Linked DNA regions of Gossypium hirsutum: region 2 is linked to region 1. The links are chromatin contacts, called in public Hi-C maps. All regions are on one chromosome and are shown on one strand. The core of a region is the stretch at or near the end of the contact, and the rest is flanking DNA. Distances in the headings are between cores, read along the strand shown.

The links. A called contact is a pair of places that touch in the nucleus more often than the background predicts.
Region 2: a contact with region 1 is called in a Hi-C map of leaf, with 4 times the contacts expected there. The contact joins the promoter of LOC107915573 here to the promoter of LOC107907770 in region 1. A contact is called at or near these places in 2 of 34 Hi-C or Micro-C datasets (both in leaf).

The regions. Positions count from the first base shown.
Region 1 is chrA08:57,012,858-57,019,502 of Gossypium_hirsutum_v2.1, forward strand. LOC107907770 (serine/threonine-protein phosphatase 2A 65 kDa regulatory subunit A beta isoform) reads right to left here and starts at 2,791. Exons shown (of 13, transcript XM_016835120.2): 1 at 2,499-2,791; 2 at 1,771-2,185; 3 at 957-1,203; 4 at 192-304. The coding sequence starts at 2,163.
Region 2 is chrA08:57,279,456-57,286,100 of Gossypium_hirsutum_v2.1, forward strand. It overlaps LOC107915573 (NADH dehydrogenase [ubiquinone] 1 beta subcomplex subunit 10-B), which reads right to left and starts at 2,538. Exons shown (of 3, transcript XM_016844744.2): 1 at 2,189-2,538; 2 at 1,777-1,831. The coding sequence starts at 2,477. The coding sequence ends at 1,800.

The DNA of each region.
Region 1 (6,645 bases), core at 1,541-4,040:
TTTTTTTTTTTAAAAATGCCAAGAGCTTAAAAAACATATGTCGATAATGTAGGACTCAAGCAAAATAAAACAACAATACGGAGTTTACCCCAACTTCCTCAATCAAAAAGATGGGGGGAAATGGCAAAATAAGACAAGGAATATTAGAGACCGTAACATGTTTGTAACATAATATTTATCAAATGGTCTACCTGTGAGAAATTAACTATGACAGGGAGAATATGTGCTGCACAGTCTTGGGGTTCCAACAACTTTCCAAGAGCTGCACAACCCTCAACAGCCAATAATCGAACAGAATCTTGGTCTGCAGGAATGAAATTTTAGTAAAAAAATTAGCATTAAACCATCTATAAAAATTGAACCTGACAACAATACTGGAAATTTAACATGGATGATAAAATGCATTAGTAGAGACAAATGATAATAGACAGGTGTGTTTTTCTTTCCATTTACAAAATAAGGTCAAAACCCGAAAAAGTACATCATGGACCTTAGTTAGCTTTACACGAGACACTAGAAATTTCACAGATTTTAAAACATAATTGTTTGAAAAGATAGGAGGAAAAAAAGTTATAAGTGCCTTTGGCTCTTTGCTAATGAGACTGTTCAAAACGATACTCTTGCTCCTAAGCAACACACCTTGAATTTATCAGATAGATGAAGTTGCAAAACGGGAAAACACATTCTTTTAATTTTTTCTTTTCTTCTTTAGTGCTAACATAAAGGCAAGTTTCCTTGGAGCTACAAAGGAGCAGCCTGCTATACATGTCCCAATGCCTCTTCATTCCTACATATTTGCACCTAAGCCCCTTCTAAAAGGAAGAAAAGCTCCATAAGGCTACAAACTCTTTCCTTAGGATTTTGACCAGGTTTACCACAAATTAACTGTTCTGCATTTTTGAAGTATATACTTAAAGCTACTTTCAAATCAAAAGATATTTAGCTTATGTACATACCATCCTGTGTCAGATCATCAAACATTGACATGATGTCCACCTTCAAATGAGGTGCTTCTACAGTAGCAGCAAAATTTCCAAGATTTGTTGCAGCAGATCTCCTAACCATGGGCATATCATCTTGACAAAGCTGACTGTATATCGCTCTCAGTTCAGTTTTTAATGCCTCCGGGGCACTTGGGTATGCAATATGAAACAAGCCACACGAGGAAACTCGAGCCGTAAACCACTCACCAGCAGCCAATCTCTGATGTTTGAGACAATAACATTCAACAAAAAGACGCAGTTATTCTATTGTACTGAAGTAAAACTAAATCAAGAACTAATTAGGATCAAAAATTAAAAGTGAATTTGATTATATATCCAAGATAATGTGAAGCCCTAGTCAGAGCGGAGGCAGTGAAGTCCTAGTCAGAGCAGAGGCAGAACATTATCATATTATAGGTAAATCCGATTCATAACATGGCAGTGCAGTAGAGCATGCAAGTTGCTATGGCAACCAGTACATGCTAAGTTAGAATCACAAAACAGATAATGCAAGTACATTTTTGTCAACTGTCTGATTTAGAGTTTTTTTATTCTTCCACTAACAATTTTTGGGTCAAAAACCTAAAGCCACGATTGAACTCTATATCAAATTCCTGTAAAATCTTGTTGCAAAATGTTATTTCATCTTTCCCAACATGCATCTGCATTTCAAGGTAATCAACTTCCTAAATCCAATAAATATGCAAGACTATTGGAGATATATATACATATATATACACACACACACATTGTATGAGGAATATGAAAGCAAATAGCAGAAGCCAACCTTCACTAATGGAATAAAGGACTCAACCAAGTCCTGCTCCATCATCTGGGCACCAATTCTACACAATGATTCCACAGCCTTCTCCCTGACACAAGTTTCCTCAACAGTGCATAGAGTCTCCAATGGAGGTAACAATACATTAGCATATTGCACACCTCCAACATAAGGAATAAAAACTCCAAGTTCTTCCGCCATGGCAAGGAGAACTTCATCATCATCATCATTGTTCTCACTCAGAAATGGAATCAACTCTTTCCGTGTCCTTTCTTCACCAAGTGCACGTGCAATCGTAGAGAGTCTGCGGATAGAGTTCAAACGAAGCTGGATATCTTCATTCTTGAGCTCATCAATCAACACAGCAATGGGATACAACGGCTCATCAATCATTGCCATGTTAACTCACAAGATCTTACACCTGTAAAGTATACCAATATAACTATCTAATTCTATCTCAGAATTCGAATTTCTGAACAATTAGAAATCACCGTAAAGAAACTCGAAGAAGTATTTACCCTAAGTTAACCATTTATACCTTTTCCTTCATTTTTCACCAAACAAGGGGTGAAGATGAAACCCTGATAAATGCTAGAAAAAACATGTTCCTTTCTATAAAAAAAATTGGAAAAAATTTGAAACTTAAATAGACTGAAGCAAAAAATGACCGGCGAAGAGATCTATAATTGGGAGAAGCCAATTTTCATACAGTTAAAAAGGAAAAAGTAGAGTACCTTTAGAGGGTTCGTGTCCAGTGCGGAGCTGTTCAAGTTCGATCGGATCTTAAGCGAAGCAGGAAGAGAGACGGACAAAGGTATCGATCAGTAAAAGATTAGAAGATTGGTTAAATTTTCGCTTTTGTGATTGAGGGTTCCTTTTTTTCTTCTTCTTTTCAAAACAATGGGGCTCTCTTTGACTACTATTTCTCTCTCCCGCAATCAATTACTACTATTCCAGTCCTAAGGTAATTTAGAAGGTACGGAAAGTGGTAATAATATACCACTTGCATTTTGGTCCGATATAAGCAAACTCAACTTTGAAGATTAGATGATGAAGTAAAATAAGAAACATTTACACGGTTAAAGGTTTGTTTTGTGTCGCCCAAATTTTTATATTTTATCTTTATTATTTTATTTTGACTTTTAATATTTTATTGTTGATGTAGCACCAGAGGTAGCACCACTTTATTTTATATGTCAATAAATAATTCGAATTTTATAAAATTTAAAAAAGTATCATTCCAAAAATTATAAAAAAATGTTAAAAGTAAAAATGATAATATAAATTTTTTTCAAATTTCTAACAAAGAAATTCTAAAATTTTGTTAAGATAATAGAAATGTAAAAGAAATCTAATTTTTTTCAAATATTCTTAAAAAAAAAGCTATTCAAGTCTAGTCAACTAAAAATACAAAATTTGTCCAAATTTTTACTTTAAAAATATAAAATTTTAACAGATGTACTTTAGTTTCACAAATTCAAAGTTGAAACTAACACACGTCATGCGTATTATTATGTGTTTTCGTCCTTTGGATTATTTGCTGGTTTAATTCAATTTGAGAAGCATGTATGAATGTCCGCATTCAAGTTTCAAAAGGAAGCCACGCCACTTTATTCTTTAATTGTTACTTGGACAAATGTTGTAATTTCTTCAATTTCTAGCCAAGTTCGTAATTTAGTAGTCGACTAACATACAAGTTTTGTTTAAATGGAGTTATTTATAGGAAAAATTACAAACCATAGCATTATATAATAAAAAAGATAGTGACTTAGTTTTGAATTTTTACTAATTGGAGTTTACCATGATACTTAAAAACAATGAAAATACATATGGTTTCTAAATAGTTTTCATGAAAAATTTTGATTTTTGGGCACCACTAATAATAGTGTATTAGTGATAAGCCTAAGCTTAATTTTTGAAAAATCAAAATAAATTAAAGGTAAATTATTTATTTAGTCACTCATTTTTTGTTGGGTTATCCAAAAAGTAATTCCTGAAATTACATCATTCAATTTTTAAGGCACTTTTCATGGTACTTGATTGGATACACCACATCAAGTTTACACTTTCATTTTAGTCACTCTACTTCCAAAAAAATTATTTTTTGATATTGTAACGCCCAAATTTTCGTGAATTCTGTGAATGTTGGCATAGGTTTAATTATGTTAGTGGGCCTCTAGAAGGCCCAAGCTTAAGATAGAACCCAGTAATTTTAGTCAATTTTTGTTCCATAAGAAAAAGGGAGTGAAATTATGAAATAGGACCTATGTGAAAATGTTTGAAAATGCTATAGGCTAATTTGTAGTGGCCAAATAAATAGTAGTGCAAAATAGGAGGATTTGTGATACAGGGTTGCGCGCGGACCAAGATCGAGTTGCCAAGTCACGAGAAACTCCTACGAAAACCCTAAACAATTAGATCTGAAACGAAACAGAAAATTAAAAGATTAGATTTTTGAATTTTCAGATCTGAAATAAAATCCCCAAAACAGTAAAGAATCAAATAGAGAATAGAAATAAGTGTTAATAAGGAATCTTGAAACCCTAGAAGAGATTGCGATTCTGCCCAATTGAACACCCAGATAGTTTTCCCCAAATTTCGGCAATCTAATTTCTCCCACAAAAGAGTATGGATGAATCGGCAAGAACCCTAGAAATTGGGGATTTTTGGGCTAATTCCTTAAGATAGAAAAAGGCTGAAAACACAATAAGAACAGAAAATAAATTAGATAAAGATTCGGCACAAGCAGAAATAAAGAAAGAATTGACAGTAAGAAATTAAAAGATAAGTCCTAAGAAGCCTTGAAATCCCGAAAGATCTCACAACTCCCTTCAAACGGCTCTAATCTCCCCTCCAAAGAATATCAATGGCAAGAAGAAGGTTGAAGATGGCTCCCACAATCAAAAAGATTGTTAAAACAACTTCTAAAGAAAACTCAAGAGAAAATCCTTGAAGAACTCAAAGAGAATTTTCACTCAAATCAAATCTGAAATTTTCAATGTAATTGTAATGTAATGTAGGGTGGCTGGTCAAGCCATATAAATAGGCCTTTCAAATGTTTTCCTAATTTAATTAGAACACTAAAACTAAAACTAAAAAAAAAATCCTAATTATTTTAATATGGAAATTCGGCCAAGGGTCTTTTATTTGGGACTCTTGGACTGAATATAAAAATTTAAACTAAGTAAAATAAATAAATAAATAAATAAAAATAAAACTTTACAACTTGGGCCACTTTGACAATTTGGCCTGATTTTCAACTAAGTATGGGTGGATTTCTTGATTGGGCTTGGAATCTTCTTATTGGGCCTTGCCCTCAAGAATTTAGGCTTTTGTGACTCGTATCATTCCCCCCTTCCTCAAAAAGATTCGTCCTCGAATCTAAAAAATCAAATGAACTCGACTTTCCTCTATCGAACGGGACTAATGGCAATTGAGTCCACTGAGAAGAATAGCCATGAGATAGTAAATAGCAACGGAAATAAGCTTGTAGTCCAATCATAAGCATAATAGAACAGGTATAACGCATGTGAATGGACAGATTCAGATTACCATGCAAACAATCTAATTTACTCACCACTGCCTCGTCAAATATTTGAAACAAAGATGGACATGTTTTAAGGCATTCAGTCGTCTCACATTGTTCCCACAAACCATGAATAAATTGCGAGTAATAAATCAAATGGTAAACATAATCGTCACAAGTAGGTATTTGAAAAGATTCACATGGTTCACAGAGTTGCATAATCATACCATGCATTAATCGACGATCTATAGATTCACTCACACATGCATTATCAAAAACAAGAATCTTTTTATCAACTATCAAAACAGATAGATCATCAACAAATAAAATAGGACAGTCAAGCACGTTTCGATCTAAGTGTTCATCAACACGATCTTTATCACTATCCGAGGAGTACAAAAGTGTTTCAAAGGTTTCAAGCATCTTACCTCGATAAGCAGAAGAATAAGGGTCGATTTTACCTTTTTCATTTAAAACAAACCTTCGCTCATCGGGGGCATAGTGTAGTCGAATCTTCATTGTTGAGTTAACGTTTGTCAAATGGAACTCAAACTTCATGTACAACCACATAAACTGTTTAAGGCACGAATATAAATTGAAAACAAATTTGGAAAATTTCGTTACCTTATTCTCCAAAACAGATTTGGACAAATTCAAGGATTTTACACAAGGTAAATCAAGAGAATAACAAATCACGCTTCTTTTCGTAATGACTTTACCAACCACAATCGAAGAGTAACAATTAATCGGATCAAAATGAGGGGATCTTTTAAGAACTAAGTCACCAAAAGTTTTATCAATAATTTTCAAATCTGCACTGGACTCGATTTCTAAAATTTCCTTACCTCGCTTACCTTCGGGATCATGTAGTGTGATTTCATCTTTGCTTAAGTTGATCGTATGAAAGCGTCTTTCATTTGAGAGGTATTGAAGTTGAAAGTTATCTTTCGATCTTTCGGGAACCTGAAAAGTAGCAACACAAGAAAAATTCATATCTTGGTTAGTGGAAACATTCCTCACTACCCTTTCCACGTCTTTTTCTTTTGTTTCTTTTTCTAATTCATTTTCTCTTCTTTCTTCAATTTCTTTTTCACTCTCAATCTCTTTTTGCTCTTTTTCATTCTCTTTTCTTTTTCCTCACTTGTTTTAACAGAATTTTTCAGTTTGATTTGGTCCTCATGGACTTGTTCCAGAGTGAGCGGCACTAAGGTGAGTTTCTTTCCTTGATGCTTGAAAGAATACCTATTGGTACGACCATCGTGAGTGACTTTTCGATCCAGTTGCCACGGTTCTCCTAGCAACAAATGGCAGGCTTGAATAGGCATTACGTCGCACACAACTTCGTCTTGATACTT
Region 2 (6,645 bases), core at 1,288-3,787, 270 kb after region 1:
TGTTAAAATCCATGTCAAATCGTGTCGACATTGGTATAACACCCCCAACTATTGAGTCTGGGTAACGGAGGGGATGAGTCTTCCAAGCCGAGAAGAATGGTGCAAGAGTACTAAAATTATATTGTTTTCTTGATGATCCTAAAAATACTAAAACTAATTTGAATGCCTTATGGATGGAATTTGAATGCCCTTGTTGAAATAGTTGAAGAAGAGCTTAAGAGAGATTATCTGGAAACTTATGTTGGAAGTGGTAAAATTTTCTTGCTAGGGTAGACTTCCAAACCGGGGAGAATGGTGCAGGAGTACTAAAACTATATTGTTTTCTTGATGATCCTAAAATTATAGTCTTCCAAGATTATGAAAACTTACTTTCTATTTTCTTGATAATCTTTAAAATAATTTCTAGAAAATGGGTTGGCATTCAAATGCCTTATGGATGGAATTTGAATGCCCTTGCTGAAATAGAATGGAAATCACATCTCACTTCTAGACGATGTCTTATGCTGTTCATTGACTCGAAATTCATTTTTTCTCAACCCTTCCTCAAAAGAAACACCAAAAAATGCATAAATGATCTTATGAAAACTATTTTCCGCAAAACAAACTTGTCCAAAGAGCAACGTTATGCAAAGTTTAGGCACATATACAACCAAATTATGAACACAAAAATATGGTGTTTCAATGCACCCACCTATATATTTTGTGTGCTATTCTAAGTCTCTAATTATGTGATCCATATAAAAGACCATGCATGCACCAAGTATCAAATTACATTCTCAATTGCTGTAGTTCAATTTATCCAAACTACTCCATTACATGAATTACATCCTCTAAAGTCTGTCCATGAAGATAAGATAACTCTCAAATGTATGAATCTCCTTTCCATCAATTTGCAACCTGCATTTCCGTTCTCAAAGCTTATAGCAACCAATGTCCTAGTAATCAAATTCAATCCTCATTGACAAAAAACCACACTGAACAGTATCGCAGCTTGAACTTTCTTGAAAATGATTCCCGAATAATTTGCTCAAACCTGCTAGATGTATTTACTGCACCTAGTGCACACATCACGTATATTGAAGCCATTCCAATTGCATGCACAGTTATCACACCCATGTGATGTTCCCCCAAAGATTACATTAAATATTTGGAGCTCACTAACCTTGAAAAGTAATAAGAAGAGACTTAAGGTTTCTGACTTATGAGCTTATTTGGTTCAATGGCCTAATACTTAATAATGCATTGGTCCTACTACCAGATGATTAAAGATTCTTACAGTTTGCACCTAACTGATTACATAAGCTCATTGCAGGAGTCCTTAAATCCCCAATCCCACCAAAAGCAAAATGACTTATTAATAAAACTACGCTATCATGTTTAAGTGAATGAACATCTCTGTAGTTGTAGTAGCCTCACACTGAATAGCCCCTTAATAGTCAATATTACAAGAGTCTCAATAAGCCAGTTTGCAGTTCTCTTTTTCTCAAAGTAGATCCGAATTCAGAACAGTCATCGCTCACAAAGATGATTAAGAAACAAGAAAACATCTAAATTTGGTTATTTCCTAAGGGCTTTTGCCACCACATAAATCATTCCTTTGCATATACTTGTCGCACGATTCAGCTAAGTAGGTTTAGGCTTTTTCTTTACACAAATCCCATAATTCAGCCAAACAGTTTCACAAACAACAATATAGTAAGAAATAATTTGATCAAGACAATGGTAAAAAGAAGGTTCAATAGATAATATAAAGAACGAATTAGGGCCTCAGATTACCTTCCTTAGCTGAATGCAGCCACTCATTCTGACTCAACCTCCTCAACCTTCGGACCTATATCCGAAATCATTAAACACAATGATCAATACAGTTCAGACATTCCCTCCCCCAAACAACAATGTTGACTCATTCCAAAACAAATAAAATAATGGTTTAACATTCAATCGTTTCGTTACTTTTACCCCTAGCGTTGCTTTTGACTTCCTAAAACCTTGTTAAAATTAAAAGGAAGTAGTAAACGAAAAAAAAAATCAATTGAAAACGAGCTAAATAGGCGAAAATTATTCATCTTTTTTTTTTCAAATTTATTCAGGAAGTAAAATAGCGAGTAATAAAATTAACAATCAATCGAGCTTAAATAAAATAAAGAAAATAAAAGTAGCATATATTTAAAATAAAAAAGATTAGGACCGTGGAGGGACGGATGGCGGCCATCCTTGCCCCAACCAATGCCGCGGGTGGCGTCAAGGTACTGGCTAACGAGGTGGCGGCACTTCTGGAGATGGTTGACTCCTTCGATGCGGTAACACCACCTGACTTTGTCTCGTAAGATCTTCGCCTTCTCAATGTCTATCCATTTCTCTCGAACTATATGCTCCCTCATTTCCAGCATGGCAACTGGGTCTTGGTAGGGGTTGGCCGGGTCGAAGTCATCTGGCCCGGTTTCTTCGAACTCTAGCACTCCCTTCTTTCTCCCCATCTCTCTCTATGCTCTTGTTTTGCGCTGTGCTTCCTCCAGATTTGCGGGGGATTTTAAGTCTCGTATTTGGGGTTTGGGATTTTCTTGTTGGGCTTAAACATAATTATTTTTTGCGGAGTTGTTTTATTTATGTTGGGCTTAAAACATGATAAGTTCTTCCACCCAACTCTTTACTGTTCAGAAGTTTTCTAAGTTCATGACATGGAGGAAAGAAAATATTTTATATTATTATAAAATTATTTTAATAAATAATTATTGGTGAAATGACAATAAATTTTATATAAATTTATTAATTTTGTATTCGATTCTCAAATAATATATTTTAATTATTTTATTTAAAAACTATAAAGAAGTGTGAAAAGATAAATTTATTCTTATAATAATTTTAATTACCCTAATAATTTTACAATTGAGTTAATTTCAAGTTAAATTCGTGGTACTAACTCAATCAATCATTTTATACATAATATAGATATATATAACTAAAATGATTTTTTATTTAATTTGAGAGTAAAGAAAAAATACTACATATATCTAATATCTACAATATATATATATAAAGCAAAATATTGAAATAATTAAGGTAAATTTTAGCTCTAAATTAATTCTTCTCATATCACTATTAGGTTGACTTTAATAATGACGTGAGTCTCATCTATTGTATTTAAGTTTTGTTTAAAATTAAATTTGTTAAAAATAATATGATTAAAATTTTAATATTAAATGTCATAAATAATAAAAATTAATATATAATAATTTGTTGATTGAGTTTTAACTCAATTAGCATATAAGTTAAAATTTTTAATATATTATATATAAATTTAATTCTTAATTAGTTTTTAATTTTTATTGTTTTCAATTTACATAAGTAGTATACTAAAATACTAGTGTGCATTTTCATGGGATGCATAGGTAAGTTGTAGTCGATATTAAAGTAGTGATTGTATGTTATGGTATACTATATTTAAGCTAGTTTAACGAATAAAGGTTTAGTTTTTATAATTTTGAAAAGTATATTGTATGATAAAGTTTATTTTAAATAGAAAAACAACATTCTACTAAGAGTAGGAGAGGGGTGAATGACTCACCCTTATATTTCTAAAGGGGTTGTTGCCTCCTTCATGTTATATGAGGGGTTTTGGGCCTCTTTCACATCAGGTCCAATTACGAGCACTTCTTGAGCCTTTTTGACCCAGTATTCTGTAATGTGATCTAACCCAGTTCAGTTATTCTATTTCATAAAATAAACTTTAATATTTACATATTAAATAATTTTTTCATCCCAATTTTACTCCAATAAAATTTTGACAATTTTACCCTAGATAAAATTTGGAGAAATTTCGTTCAATATGTCACAACTTAACTTGTTCATTATGACCGAATGGTTTATTTTCATTTTTAGGCTTCAAAACAGTCCAAAAACATAAACTCGTTCTTCTATTATTTAAGTAATCTGATATATGATTGCAAATTTCTATTTTCATTTCCATTTCCATTTTTGGAAACCTACATTCATTTCCAAATGATTCTATTTCTCCATTTTGGAGAAAACCATAATCATTCTTAAATGTTTCTCATTTCTCTTTTTCTATTCATTCTGTTCATTTTTATTCAAACATACAATTCATTTTTGGTTTCAATGAGCTAGTGAGGGATCAATTAGACATGTGAAGTTGAGGCTCAAATGATTTAGAAATAGGTCTTGACTTTTCGCCTATTAATTATAAACTCATTTAGTCACGAAGTCATTCCACTATAGTATCGTGACTGAGCTTTCCCCAACGACATACCATTATGACAACAACTACTTAGTGCTCGTCCAATGACCTTGTCATTAGTGTGTTACCCTCATAAGATATCATTGATCTCTTTGGGATAATATCCACTCCTAATATTATCCTTTTTTATCTTATGGTAACCATGACATCTTCCTTCATGAAAAGTCAATCACTATCAATTAGTGATCAAGTCATCCATCACAAAGACAGATGACTCATGGCCATGTTTACTTTTCACCAACCATGAAATACCAATGAGAGGATATTATTTAACCATGTTTTGGGCTATGAATTCCGCTGCTGTGAATGGCACTACATACTACAGAAGTCGTACACCCAACACACCAGTTTTGGGTTCCTTATCTATTTGAACTTAGGCTTTTACTTACATCAAAGTGTACGAGTCACCCATACATAGTCCGCTATCCACTCAGGATTTAGGTATGGTACACTATGAATGTCTTAAGTGAATAAATCCGTAAACAGATTCAGGATCTATTCTGCTTGGGTCCTATATGATGTACTATCAGTCCAATCAATCATATCTATGTCTTCATCTTCTAGGAGTCATTTGCTCCAATGCCAAAGACAAGGTATCTCCCCCTTTGGGCATGATAGAAGACATATTAGTCTTTCAATTGGTTTGCTCATTTTTTATTTGACTAACGACATGTTTAGGTTCGTCTACTAATACTAGTTGTCTTTTTGTATTACGATTCAACCACGTAATATCACTAAATACTAGTTAAACATTAGACAACCAATGAGCAACATTTGCTTCCATTCTACTTTGTGTGCAAAAACCATTTAAGGACAATAATACAAAGTATATTAATATTAATTAATGAATTTGTTCTGTTAAGCAATCTAATTGAAAAATTACAAGTGTATATTGATGAAAATACTACTTTATCAACCTCGAAAAATTTGACATATAACTAAAGTATAACATTTCCACTTGAGCAATATGAATCCAACACTGCTTTGATCTTTATCTTGCCTTTCATGTTAAAGAGCTCATACTTAAAAGGGTCTAGTAAAGCCAAATATCTACATTTCAAGCTCAAAATTCCTCTCTGTCTTGAACCCCCCATTTTCCTCCTCATTCTTGTTCGTAGCTCATAAATTTAATGCTATAATTGAAAGCCAAGTCTGTTGATTGGGCTCCTACAAATACAACCCCGACATCCATATTGCAAATTTGATCGTTGTAATAAATTACAGATTTGACTTATCAACTTATCTCCTCCCCTACAATAATTAGGTTCTCAATTTAAAATGAAATAAATATTTAGAAAAAAATAATCTTTAGATGGTTATTTAAAGAAATAGGAGATGAAACTCGAAATGCAACTCTTTAACAAACATAATTTGCTGGTGTTTGAGTATTGAATACTTCGGTGGGAATGGTGGGTAGTTTAATAGAAAAAAATGGACAAAGGGAGGGATACATTAAAAATGCATCGTCTTAGGCCTGTTTTCATCGAATAATAATGTATGTTCGAGGCATGTTTGAAAACTTACCCAGGATTCTCAGGCACAAGGTATCTTCATAGGTTTTGGACAAGTGGAGAAGAGAAAGTGTGCCCAGATGACCTGTCAGGGAAAGCGCACCTAGCTAAACATTTTTTATGATATTTTTGAAGAAATGCATCCAATTGGGTGTGTTTTCCTTGACATGTCAGTAAAGAATATGTCTAGCTGGGTGCGCTTTCTCTCCTTCATTTGTCCAAAGCCTGCAAAGTTGCCCTACTATTGGGAATCTCGGATGAGTTTTCAAGCACACCTTAACTATACTAATTTATCATAATTTGATAGCCAACTTAGGCTCTCCAATACACTTGAAGAGCTTATTCGTGAGCAATTTAAGTATTTTTATATTTTTTTATCAATTTTAGTTTCAACTGTTAATAATTTTTTTGTTTTGTTTTGCACTTTTTTTAGACTCAAATTGGCCAAACAGTGCCGTGGGAAACCTAAAATTTTGATTGAGTGTTGTAGGGAGTTGATGTTGGCTCGAATATAAAGAAAATATCACTTAGAAGGTAGGTATTGTGATGTCGAAGCACGGAAGTCGGAATACCCTTAACAGTGTTGAAATGAGGAAAATTGAGGCCATATACATTGGTATAGCGATACCAAGACACTCAAATCCCCCCAATTTCAAGACTGCTATGGGTATCGTTATACCACTACATGACATGTGAAAAACCATAAGGACAATTTTATCTTTAACAAGCTTAAGTCTATTTTTTTCATTTAAGGGTATAATGGTCAATTTAGGTTAAATGCTTGTAGGCTACAAATACAACTTTATAAGCCTTTGATTTCAGTTTTTTATGGTTGAACAACTGTCCTTTGGTTTCCTTTTCTTTTCTTTTCTTTTTCTT